2 separate regions of the Mus musculus genome follow, and region 2 is linked to region 1. A link is a contact called in public HiCAR-type data. All regions are on one chromosome and are shown on one strand. The core of a region is the stretch at or near the end of the contact, and the rest is flanking DNA. Distances in the headings are between cores, read along the strand shown.

Region 1 (5,181 bases), core at 1,020-3,519:
TGGATCACTCGTTCCTCCCTCTGAGCACTCTCTATTTCCTCTATCTCTCATACTTTCTCAATCCCCCTTTACTTAAGACCCCTTTTCTATGCATGTATCCTAAGATTCTGCTGCCCCACCTTCCAGGCCTGGAACACTAACTAGCCTCCCCCTTCCTCATGAGACATCCACACTTATGTCTTAACCTCTAACTCCACATCTAGTTGGTATTCTCCTATTGACATAGAACACTCTATCTATCCTGAACAGTAGGTATTTGTAGGAGCCATGACCCTTGCCATTCTGGAATGTTCCTTAGGGAAGGGCTGAAGGTTTGTAGACACGGGGAGATATGTTCTTCTTATTTTCCACCATTCTGGAGCATACAAATTTGTATGACCGAACAAATGGGCAAAGTCGGAAAATCTAGACGGATGTTCTCAAATTCTCTCCAGCTGTGGCGTTCCATCGCAGAGGTGGCTGCACACCAGTAATAAAAGCCAGGCCAGCAACAAGCTTCTCAGAGGCGCTGGTGTGATACATTCTGTTGGCCATGGGCTGTCTTTGGGTGTGTGTAGGCAGACTCACACAAACCAGATGTGCATCTGCTTAGAAAGGACCCAGAGAGGCTGGTCTCCCCTCGTTTCTCAACGTGATGAGAGGTGCCCTGGGGCCTTGCAGCTCACAGTTGTTCTGGAAAAAAACCCACTTAGCATAGCCCCAGCTCTGAATCCTTAGCATATGGATGACAGGGGTGTGTTGTGGTGCCCTGTTGGCAGTAAGCCAGGAGGAGAGCTGAGGTTTGGCTTGCCTGTGCTCAGGAAGCAGGCTGGGCCTGCACTAACAAGGTCCCTGCCAGTTAACAAGGCTGTTGCCTGCCTTACGAAGGAGCTACTGTCCAGAGCCTGCCTCCTGCTGGACTAGTAGATGTTAAATACAGTATAGGTCATGAAGCAGACATTGTCCAAGTTTTTTCTTTCCCAGTGCCATCAAGAGACTAGGCAGCTCTTTTCAAACTTAGCAAGGAGAATCTCTGAGGCTTTATTCAAACACAAATTGCTGGCCCAAACTCTGAAATATTTGACTTGAAACCCTTGGGCAAGGATAAAGAATTTATATTTCACACTCAGATGATGGTGATATGACCGCTCAAAGAATTTCACTCTGTGAACCATGATATCAGGAAGCATCACCCTTGTCTATAGATTTGGCCCCATTAAAATGAATCCCTCACACTGGGGAGATGGGCCAGTCAGTCAAGGGCTTGCCTTAAAATCATGAGAATTAGCCTGACAGTGGTGGCGCATGCCTTTAATCCCAGCATTATGGATGCAGTGACAAGTAGATCTCTGAGTTTGAGGCCAGTCTGGTCTACAGAGTGAGTTCTAGGACAGCCAAGGCTACACAGAGAAATCCTGTCTTGAAAAACCAAAACAAACAACAACAACAACAACACCCCATCCCCAAACACACACAGCAAAATCAATGAGAACTGGAGTTTGGTCATCGGAACCCACATTTAAAAGCCAGGCAAGTGCTTAGATAGAGTGCTTGTAATCTTAGCACTGGTGAGGCCAAAAGTAGGATCCCTTGGGCCTGCTGGTTAGCAAGTGTAGCCTTGTAGACCAAGTCCAGGCTAGTGAGTGTCTCAAAAGTAAGGTTTGCCTAGAGAGTGACACCCAAGGATGACCTCTGGTTCCCAGACTAATTTGAACACACGCACACGCACACGCACACACACACACACTATAAAAATTGAGTTCCCTACTTTACCACAGAAACTATCTTTCTTTCTATACTGTTGGCTCCACTGTCCATTTCTCACCTAGAACAACAACAACAAAAAAAAAATCAGCCCTTCAATTGCACAGCCAAGCTTGACTTGACTAAGCCTTAACTACGTGCCAGGCACTGTTCTAAATCCTTAACACATTATTAGCTCATTTAATCCACATAATTCTATGCAATAGGTACCACGATTATCCCCATTTTAGAAATAATAAATCCCACAGGGGGCCCTTAGGAAATACTTTCTGAATGAATGAAGGCAGGCAGGCAGGCTCGGGAAGCATTTATACCATGTGCTACGGAAGCTTGTTACCATGCCAAGGGAAGCCATCAGAAAGTGAAGAACTGGCTTGTCAACCAGTTGTTTGTTCCTGTACGACACCAAATAACCCATGTGCCTGCCATTGGCTGCCTACTCTGGCTCTGTGTAGACATCTCCTCACTGGGAGGGAAGCCAGAGTTAATCTCTCACAAAGGGTGGTTTAATAATAACCAGACACTGGAGGCGAACAGAAAGGAACACAGTGATCCCACGCAACCCCAGGAAAATGGACTATTCGGGCTCACAGTGTGTGCACTGCCAACTGGGGAGGGCCCCTGGGGCTGCCTGAGGTTTCTTAATTTTTATTCTAAAAATAGCCTAAGCAGGTGTCCCTCCTGGTTATCCCCGAATGCACCACTGCAAGCATCCACAGATGCCTATCACTCTAAAACAACACTAACGCTCCCATTGGAATGGAAACCAGGTCATCTCTGAAAGACTATAAATGGACAGCCCCTCTCTCTCTATTACTTATTAATGTTTCCCGCCTTTTGCTCAACCAGCCTTGAGGCCCAAACAGAGAAACACACCCTACATAAAGTTACCAGTACAGATAAATAAAACATCAGACTCAAACTGGTAGCTTTATCCTCCCCTGCTGGAGCAGGGTAGGCTGCACTGCTAGACACTACACACACAGCGATCCTCAAAGTGCAGCCCTTGGAGAACTAAGGGATGCACTCTTCCCAGAAGTTACTCATCTTTGCCTCTGTGGACGATTGCTCTTGTCTGCTATGGATGGCGTGAGGTGATCACAGAGTGATTCGCAACCCGAGTCCCTTGGAGTTGGACAAAGCAAGGTTGGCATTGCTGATGAAGAGCCTCCCCATACAATATGCATGCTCTGTGGCTACTCAGCCTCGAGAGTCACCGAGGAAATACCAGCCGCAAGGAAATGTGTGCGAGAGAAGAATCAGAGTCGCTCTGTAAAGTTCCATAGAGATGTAATTATGCAGGATCCAAGCCTATCTGATGTGGCGACCCTGGCATCCATCACTCCAGGGAGCCCTCTGGGTCAAGGGGAGAGCCATGCCCAAAGCAGTATTATTCTCTCTACCTCCTCTAGCTGCTTACAAACAGTTCTTGCTTCACTGGAACAAAGTCTTGGAACAAGGTCTCAGTGTAGCCCAGCCTGGTGTGAGGCAACTTGAGGGGCTATTCTGATGGAGAGACTTGGTGTCACTCTTGGCACCAGGGTATGTCTCTTCATAACTCACCAGGATGGAGAAACAGAGAGAACCACACATCTATCAGGTCTTCTGCCTTAATGAAAACCTGGTACTCTCTTCTTCACACAGTGGCTATAGAGGGGAGAAACCTAGCCTGGCATTTTCTCGGTAATGGTCTCAATCAGTGTAGAAGAGCATTGCAGTGCGGAAGACAGCATTCCAACTGCTGTGGATGGAAGAATTGGTGCTCAGAGGTGTGAGTATTTAAAGGCGTGGGCCCCAGCGGGGGCACTGTTTGGGGAGGTGGGATATAGCTTTGCTGGAGGAAGCCCGTCTTTAGAGATGGACTTTGAGAGTTCCTATCCTCCCCCTACTTCCAGTTCAATTTCTTGGATTCGCATTTGCACTTGAAGATGTGATCTCTCAGCTTCCTTCTGCAGTTGCCAATGCCATGGACCCCCTCTTTTAGTATGCAAAACCCAGATAAACTCTTTTATCTTTACACTGCTTTTGGTCGTGGCATTTTTGTCAAAGTGATGGAAAATTAATCAATACAACTATCCACTCCAATCAGCCCCCAGCAGATACTACGTAGAGTGCCCCACCAGACTGGCTGTACTTCAGCAAGGGGCACTGCTTGGGTATTTGTCTTAAACTTCATCATTTTCTTGTGCAAAGAATTAAATGCCTCCAAAAAAACATAAAATAAAGAATGAATGCCTCTTAGGTTGTTCAAGACAAAAGCTAGCCAATAATGGCGAAATATGCAAGACAGGCATTTTGGTGGGGCAGGAGACAGTGCTAAAAACTCCAGATGCCAAGAACCACGTCTGAAGCCAGCCAAATCAAGTCACGCCCGTGCATAGAAAGTACTTCCACCATGAGCTTTGGTTATTGCGGGGGAGTTGTTTTGGGAAAAAACCCTGTAAATATTTACTAATTATGGGCCAGGAGCCCTACAGAATGGTCAGTGTGGACTGTCAAGTTCATCCTAATAACTTTATGAAGAATATTCCATTAGGGCAGACCCACAAAAACAGAGGCAAATAGCTGCCAAGTGGCAAAACTGGAATGTGAACTCAGGAATACCCAGAATGCCTCTCCTCTACCATCTGGCCTTCTGTTGAGCCTACTGCAGTCAAGATAGCCAGTGCAGGAATTTGATTTTTTTTCTTTCCCCTAGAAATCAGCACAGCGCTGGATCATGGCTATCGCTGAAGAGTTATCTTTCTCTGAACAATTATTATTGTTCATCTCATAAGGCCCTAATCTTGGCACAAAAGCCATCATCCTCATTTGATTGAAAGGCCAAGGTCTTTCAACCTTGAGGAAACTTAAAATACCAAACTGCCTTAAGTTACCAAGCCAAACAGGAAAGGTGTGACTAATTGGCTCAAAGCCTCAAAGACTCCATTTTCCATGTATTAGGAGAAAGGAATATGTGGTTGGTCTTTACAATGTACCCTTGGAAATGACTCCTCTACTGTCTAAACTAACACAACAGTGTCTGGCATCTGACCAAAACATGGTCAGGTGCAACTGGAAGAGTCCTGAACCAGATCACTTGGTCTAAAGCTGTAGGACCAACAAGTGCTATCATATGTATGACCTTGAGAGGATTACCACTCATACCATCTCAGATGCCATGAGACAAGCTGGGAGGGTGATGTTTATACTAACATGACACAAAGCATTATGTTTCAGGGGCTCATGGTAGGACCAAGCAAGATAATGTACGTAAAAACTCATTCAATAGCAAAGGTGGTCCAAAAAACCATTCCTTGGTGGTTCATTACGCTCTGTGAACCCCACAGCAAGGGCAGTATCCTGACATCCTCTGGTGAGGGACAGAAACTGGAGGTTCAAAGAGAAAGAAGTGACAGAGCAGAATTCTCAGCTAGTTTGTTCTGGCTCATGATTTTT
Region 2 (5,181 bases), core at 1,136-3,635, 240 kb before region 1:
GATCAAGTTCACTGATTGACCAGACTGGCTAGAGACCTACGCCCCCTGGGATCCTCCTGTCTGTGCCTCCTCAGACCTGAATTATAAATGCACAGCATCACATTTTTTCCCCTTTTCTTTTCTATGTAGGTTTTGGGAATCTCAGACTGTGCATGCTTGCATAGAAAACACTGTATTGGCTCAGCTGACTTCCTTCCTTCCTTCCTTCCTTCCTTCCTTCCTTCCTTTCCTTTCCTTTCTTTCTTTCTTTCCTTTCTTTCTCTCTCTCCCTCCCTCCCTCTCCCTCCCTCTCTCTTTCCCTCTCCCCCCTCTCTTTCTTTCTTTCTTTCTTTCTTTCTTTCTCTCTCTCTCTGTCTCTGTCTCTCTCCCTCCCTCCCTCCCTCCCTCCGTCCCTCCCTCTCTCTCTCCCTCCCTCCCTCCCCTCCCTCCCTCCCTCCCTCCCTCCCTCCCTCCCTCCCTCCCTCCCTCCCTCCCTCCCTCCCTTCCTTCCTTCCTTCCTTCCTTCCTTCCTTCCTTCCTTGTTCTTACAAACAGGGCCTCATGTAGGCCATGCTTGTCTCACACTCACAATATAGCCAAGGATGACCTTGAACTTTCTGATGTTCCTCTGTCTCCATTTCCAGGGACTGTAAGTGTGTGCCATCGCCCCCATCTTACCGGGTGCTGAGGATTGAACCCAGGATTCAGTGCAAGCAAGGCAAGTACTCTACTAGACTATATCCCTAGTCCCTGAATATTTCATAATAGAAAGATAATTTTAGCTAGAAAGGGATGGCCAGAAAACTGAGAAGCCATGCCTCCCTCACAGGAAGTGTGAGTGATTCCTGCCTGGGCTGTGAACATCGTGGAATTTCCTCAGCAGCTGAAGAAGGTGTTACTAGGGCAGTTCCAATACCTTGGGAAGTAGTTACAGAGACACCCTGTACACAATATTCATTTAAGGGCACAGGAGATGGCTCAGTTTGTAAAGGTACATGCAACTAAGCCTGAAGAGGAGAGTTCAATCCCCAGGACCCTCATGGTAAGAGAGAACCAACTCTAGTTGTCCTCTGACCTCTGCACATGTGCTGTGGTATATACACACATGCATGTGCACAAACACACACACACACACACACACACACACACACACATTTAAAGAAACATTCCTTTATCTTTATTTATGGAAATAATTTCATCCTCTCTTCTTTAAATTCTTGTTTGTAATGAGGTCTTAGTCTTTCAAATCTTGACTTTGTCAACTAGGATAGGTCTTAGGAACATAGCTTAGTTTGTACTGGAATTTGTTATGTCCCAGTGAAAGAAGCATAAAACCGCAAAGGGGGGGGGGGTTGGGATATCCAAAATGCAATTTTCAGAATGTGTCCCTGTCACTGGGGAATGTGTGACCACAGTGCCCCCTGCAAACATCTCGATTTTCCTACTTGTGTTCCAAAGCTGCTGCCACATGACCTAAGTATTCCCAATAATCTTCGAGTGATGACGTTGGTACTGTCCCTCTTGACATGGATGAAACCCATGCCTCAGTTTCCAAGGTAACAACCTAAAAAACAAGTCACCCCAGAGGCCATAACTGGTAAAGCTGGAAGCTTTGAACCCAGACACATGGAACATTCCGGCTAAGTCAGCTTCCTCTTGACTTTGAATATTCCCCTTAACACTCCATATTTCATGTCCTGTTCGAAAGGGCGCTTTGAATGCAGCTTGAAAAGTGACAGGGAAGGAGCAGGCAAACTTTCAGAATTTTATCACCAGTAATGAAAGCAGAAGTGACTCACCAGAGCAAGTGAGACTCAGCCAGGGGTCTCAGCCACAGAGCCAGCCAGCCCCAGATAACAGGTGTGGCCTCTGGGACCACTGGACTGCAGATGAGCCACTGGGCTGCAAAGAATTCCTTCACTTTGGCACTGATATGAGTCCTTTTTCTTCTTCTTCTTCTTCTTCTTCTTCTTCTTCTTCTTCTTCTTCTTCTTCTTCTTCTTCTTCTTCTTCTTCTTCTTTCTTCTTCTTCTTCTTCTTTTTCTTCTTCTTCTTCTTCTTCTCCTTCTTCATATTATTATTATTATTTACTATGTAGAGTCTTAGAGCCTTACTGTGAGCCATCATTTTATTATAGTTTTATAATGACAGGAAGATACTGTATGGGTGGAATTGTCAACTGCTACTTCTTCTCATGGAGGCATTCAAAGTAAAAGGCTCCTTTATCTCCAGGAGTCGTCCTCTCCTAATGGGAATAATTCTTTTAGCCTGCACTCAGTATGCAACTAAAGAGTAAAGTATCAAAAAAAAAAAAAGAGTAAAGTATCAAGCACTGGGTGGGTCCTGTGGGAATAGGTCCTCCCAGCTGGCCCTCCCAACATTTGATTCATTGACCAGAGTTCTACTTTCTTTCTGCTTAGGGAAAAAAAAAAAAGGACATTCCTGAGAAATTAAGTTAACTATTAGCCAAATCCCCACAAGCTGCTGGCTTGGATTACATAACAACTCTGTAATTCCAGCAGCTAAGAACAGGAAGCCAGCACATTCTCAGATTTCTCCCACTCCTCTCTCTCTCTCTCTCTCTCTCTCTCTCTCTCTCTCTCTCTCTCTCTCTCTCTCCATGTATGTGCATGCACTGTGTATGTGTTCCTGTGTGTGCATGTGTTTGTAGAAGCCACGGATCAGTCTACAGTGTCATTCCTTGGACACTGTCTGCCTTTTAAATTTTACTTACTGTGTGTGTGTGTGTGTGTGTGTGTGTGTGTGTGTGTGTGTGTGTGTGAGTCCTCTTGTGCATGTCTGTGCCATGTTGTGATCCTGTGTAAGTTAGAGCCTACAGGAGTTGGTTCCCTCCTTCCACTATGTGGGTCCTTAGGATTGAACTCAGGTTGTCAGGCAAGTGTCCTTATTCACCGAGCCACCTCCCTGGCCTTGCCTAGCTTTTAACGACAGTTTCTCACAGAGTGGGCATTAGTCCAGGAAGCTAGAGGGCTGGCTGTCGAACCTTGGGGGTCCTCCTGGGTCTGCCTCCTCAGCCCATGGCCCCACTCCTGGCTTCATTATGTGAGTGCTGCAATCAAACCCAAGCCCCCATGTTTGCATTCAACTCATTGAGCCTTCTCCAGCCTATTTCTCAGATTTCTGCTCATTTTCCTGTCCTTTTTTTCTGCCTACCCTTCTCCCAGCCCCAGCTCCTCCTGCCTTAAGCAGCCTAATGGGCTCTTATTTATTCCTAGACTTTTTTTTTTTTTTTAGAGCTGTGAGATGCATCCTTTTATACTACATGATAGCCTGGCTTCACTGAATACCTGATGTCTGTGACTCTCATCTGAGCCACAGAACATTCTCAGAGCCCAGACTCTAGAACGTGCTCTGGCAATCATTCATGCACCAAACTGTTGTTCCAGGACCACGGAACACATTATTTCTGCTGTGGAAGAAAATGGTGAGGGGAAGCTAGGGCAAAGGTAAGACCTGGTTGTCCTAAAATGGATAGAACCAGAGAGGCAGCTTTATTCCCCAGGGATTGAGTCTGGACTCCTCTGGGTTTGGAACTAAATTGATGTAACACGAGCCAGCTCTCTCTTTAACCTGAGACGACTAGGTAAATCCGACCTGCTTCTGGGGTGGGGAACCAGCATGGGAAACTGGTTCCTGGGTTTCTAAAAGATTTGTACCAGTAGAAAAGTGGGGATCTCCCGGTTTCTAGGGGTGACTATCTGTTCTCACTTACAAGCAGCTGCCAGGCTGAAAAGGAGGAGATGTCCCTTCCAGTGAATTAGCAACGACGCCTACTATCATGGCGCTACCATCATGGCGCTTTCTGTAGAGTTCTGCATTAGGAATTGTATCTCTATTGTATCTCTGCTTGTGACCATCCTTTCTAGCAAGTCAGAAACACAGACAGTGGGAAGAGCCACAGAGCCCTCAGCACAGTGCCTCCAAACCCACAGGCCCTGATTTCTTAGTCTCCGTGCTCCCCCATACAGTAACACAGATGAAACCTCCCCTCCTCGCATCTGGCTACCACAGAACATTAGAATGTGACCTTCTTTGGGGTTTATTGAGACTAGATCTTGCTCTGTAACCCTGGATGTCCTGGAAATGCCATTGAGACCAGGCCGTCCTGGACTTCTGATGATCCTCCTGCCTCTCCACCTCTCTGGTTCAAGATTATGCACACACTATGTTCCTGCATACATATGTGTGCATACATGAACATACACACAGTGAACAGTGCTGCTCAGATCTGTCTGTACTTTCCCCGAGAAAGGTGCTCCACTCACAACACATCTGCCCATTTGGATAAAGCAGTAGTGCTCTGGAGTTCCTTAAATCAGGCCGCCTGCTTGGTAGGAGGATACAGGAGCATGGCCCGAGATATCCCCATCTAACTTTTTAGACTCTCCTCCGATTTTTCTAAGTTATTTTTGTTATCTCAAAAATCCAGCTCTTTATAATAAATGTATAAGGGTGCCTGGGGGGAACTTCATTCATATTCGATGGTATCTCATCCACGGCTCCTCCAGGATAGAAACACGCGTTTACTCTGCTGTCAGCGGGCAGCATTCCCACTCATGATGCTGCTCTATAGCAATGACAAGCTCCCATGCCCCTCCCCCACACACTCTGGGAGAAGGGCCCATAGAGTAAGGTGTGGCTGCACTTTATTGCAGTGGGAACACCTGAGTATCATGCAGAGAGCCCAAGGCAGCCGTCACCAAGCGGTGAGGCCTTCCTTGCACTGTAGGTGATTGTCATAAAGCTTATGTTCAGTGGTTTTAAAAAAGATTCATTGTGTGTGTGTGTTCGCATGCATGTCTATCATATATGTGCAGATAACTGAGGAGGCCAGAAAGTGTTGGATCCGCTGGAGCTGATATTCTAGAGAGTTGTGAGCTGTCTGATATGGGTGCTGAGAACTGAACTCTGGTCTTTTTGGAGAGCAGCAAGTGCTGTTAACTTCAGTCCTTCAAGTGATTACTGCAAACTCCCCGTTTAAACCATTTAAACCGAGCTTCAGTCATTATTCTCCCTTTCTTCTCAGAGCACCCGCATGCCAAGCAAGCCTTTCAGAAGGGAGGGTATGTGGGATCTTTTGCCCAGCATGCAGGCCATTATCTAAGTGATGAATTATGGGTAGGTATAGTCAGCCCTTACTCACTGAGCCATCTTGCTAGTCCGACCACTCATCTTTATGAC

Evidence for each region. HiCAR-type assays count read pairs that join an accessible place to other places.
Region 2: a HiCAR-type map of kidney shows a contact between it and region 1, with 2.6 times the contacts expected there. The contact joins two enhancer-like sites. A contact is called at or near these places in 1 of 39 promoter capture datasets (liver), 1 of 484 Hi-C or Micro-C datasets (liver), 2 of 115 datasets of contacts at active chromatin or transcription factors (fibro-adipogenic progenitors and kidney) and 1 of 9 other capture datasets (adipose tissue).

Annotation. Positions count from the first base shown.
Region 1 is chr9:68,938,294-68,943,474 of GRCm38.p6, reverse strand. All of the region lies in intron 1 of Rora (RAR-related orphan receptor alpha), which reads right to left. Among named protein-coding and RNA genes, the nearest start is that of Gm31262, 120 kb to the right of the region's middle. Within about 2 kb of position 2,269, at least 55 of the 459 cell types and tissues checked have an H3K27ac peak or open chromatin away from gene starts, as enhancers often do. A contact at or near this core is called in fibro-adipogenic progenitors and kidney, where this site is marked.
Region 2 is chr9:69,178,870-69,184,050 of GRCm38.p6, reverse strand. The region is part of intron 1 of Rora (RAR-related orphan receptor alpha); the gene reads right to left. Among named protein-coding and RNA genes, the nearest start is that of Gm46153, 120 kb to the left of the region's middle. Within about 2 kb of position 2,385, at least 24 of the 459 cell types and tissues checked have an H3K27ac peak or open chromatin away from gene starts, as enhancers often do. A contact at or near this core is called in fibro-adipogenic progenitors and kidney, where this site is marked.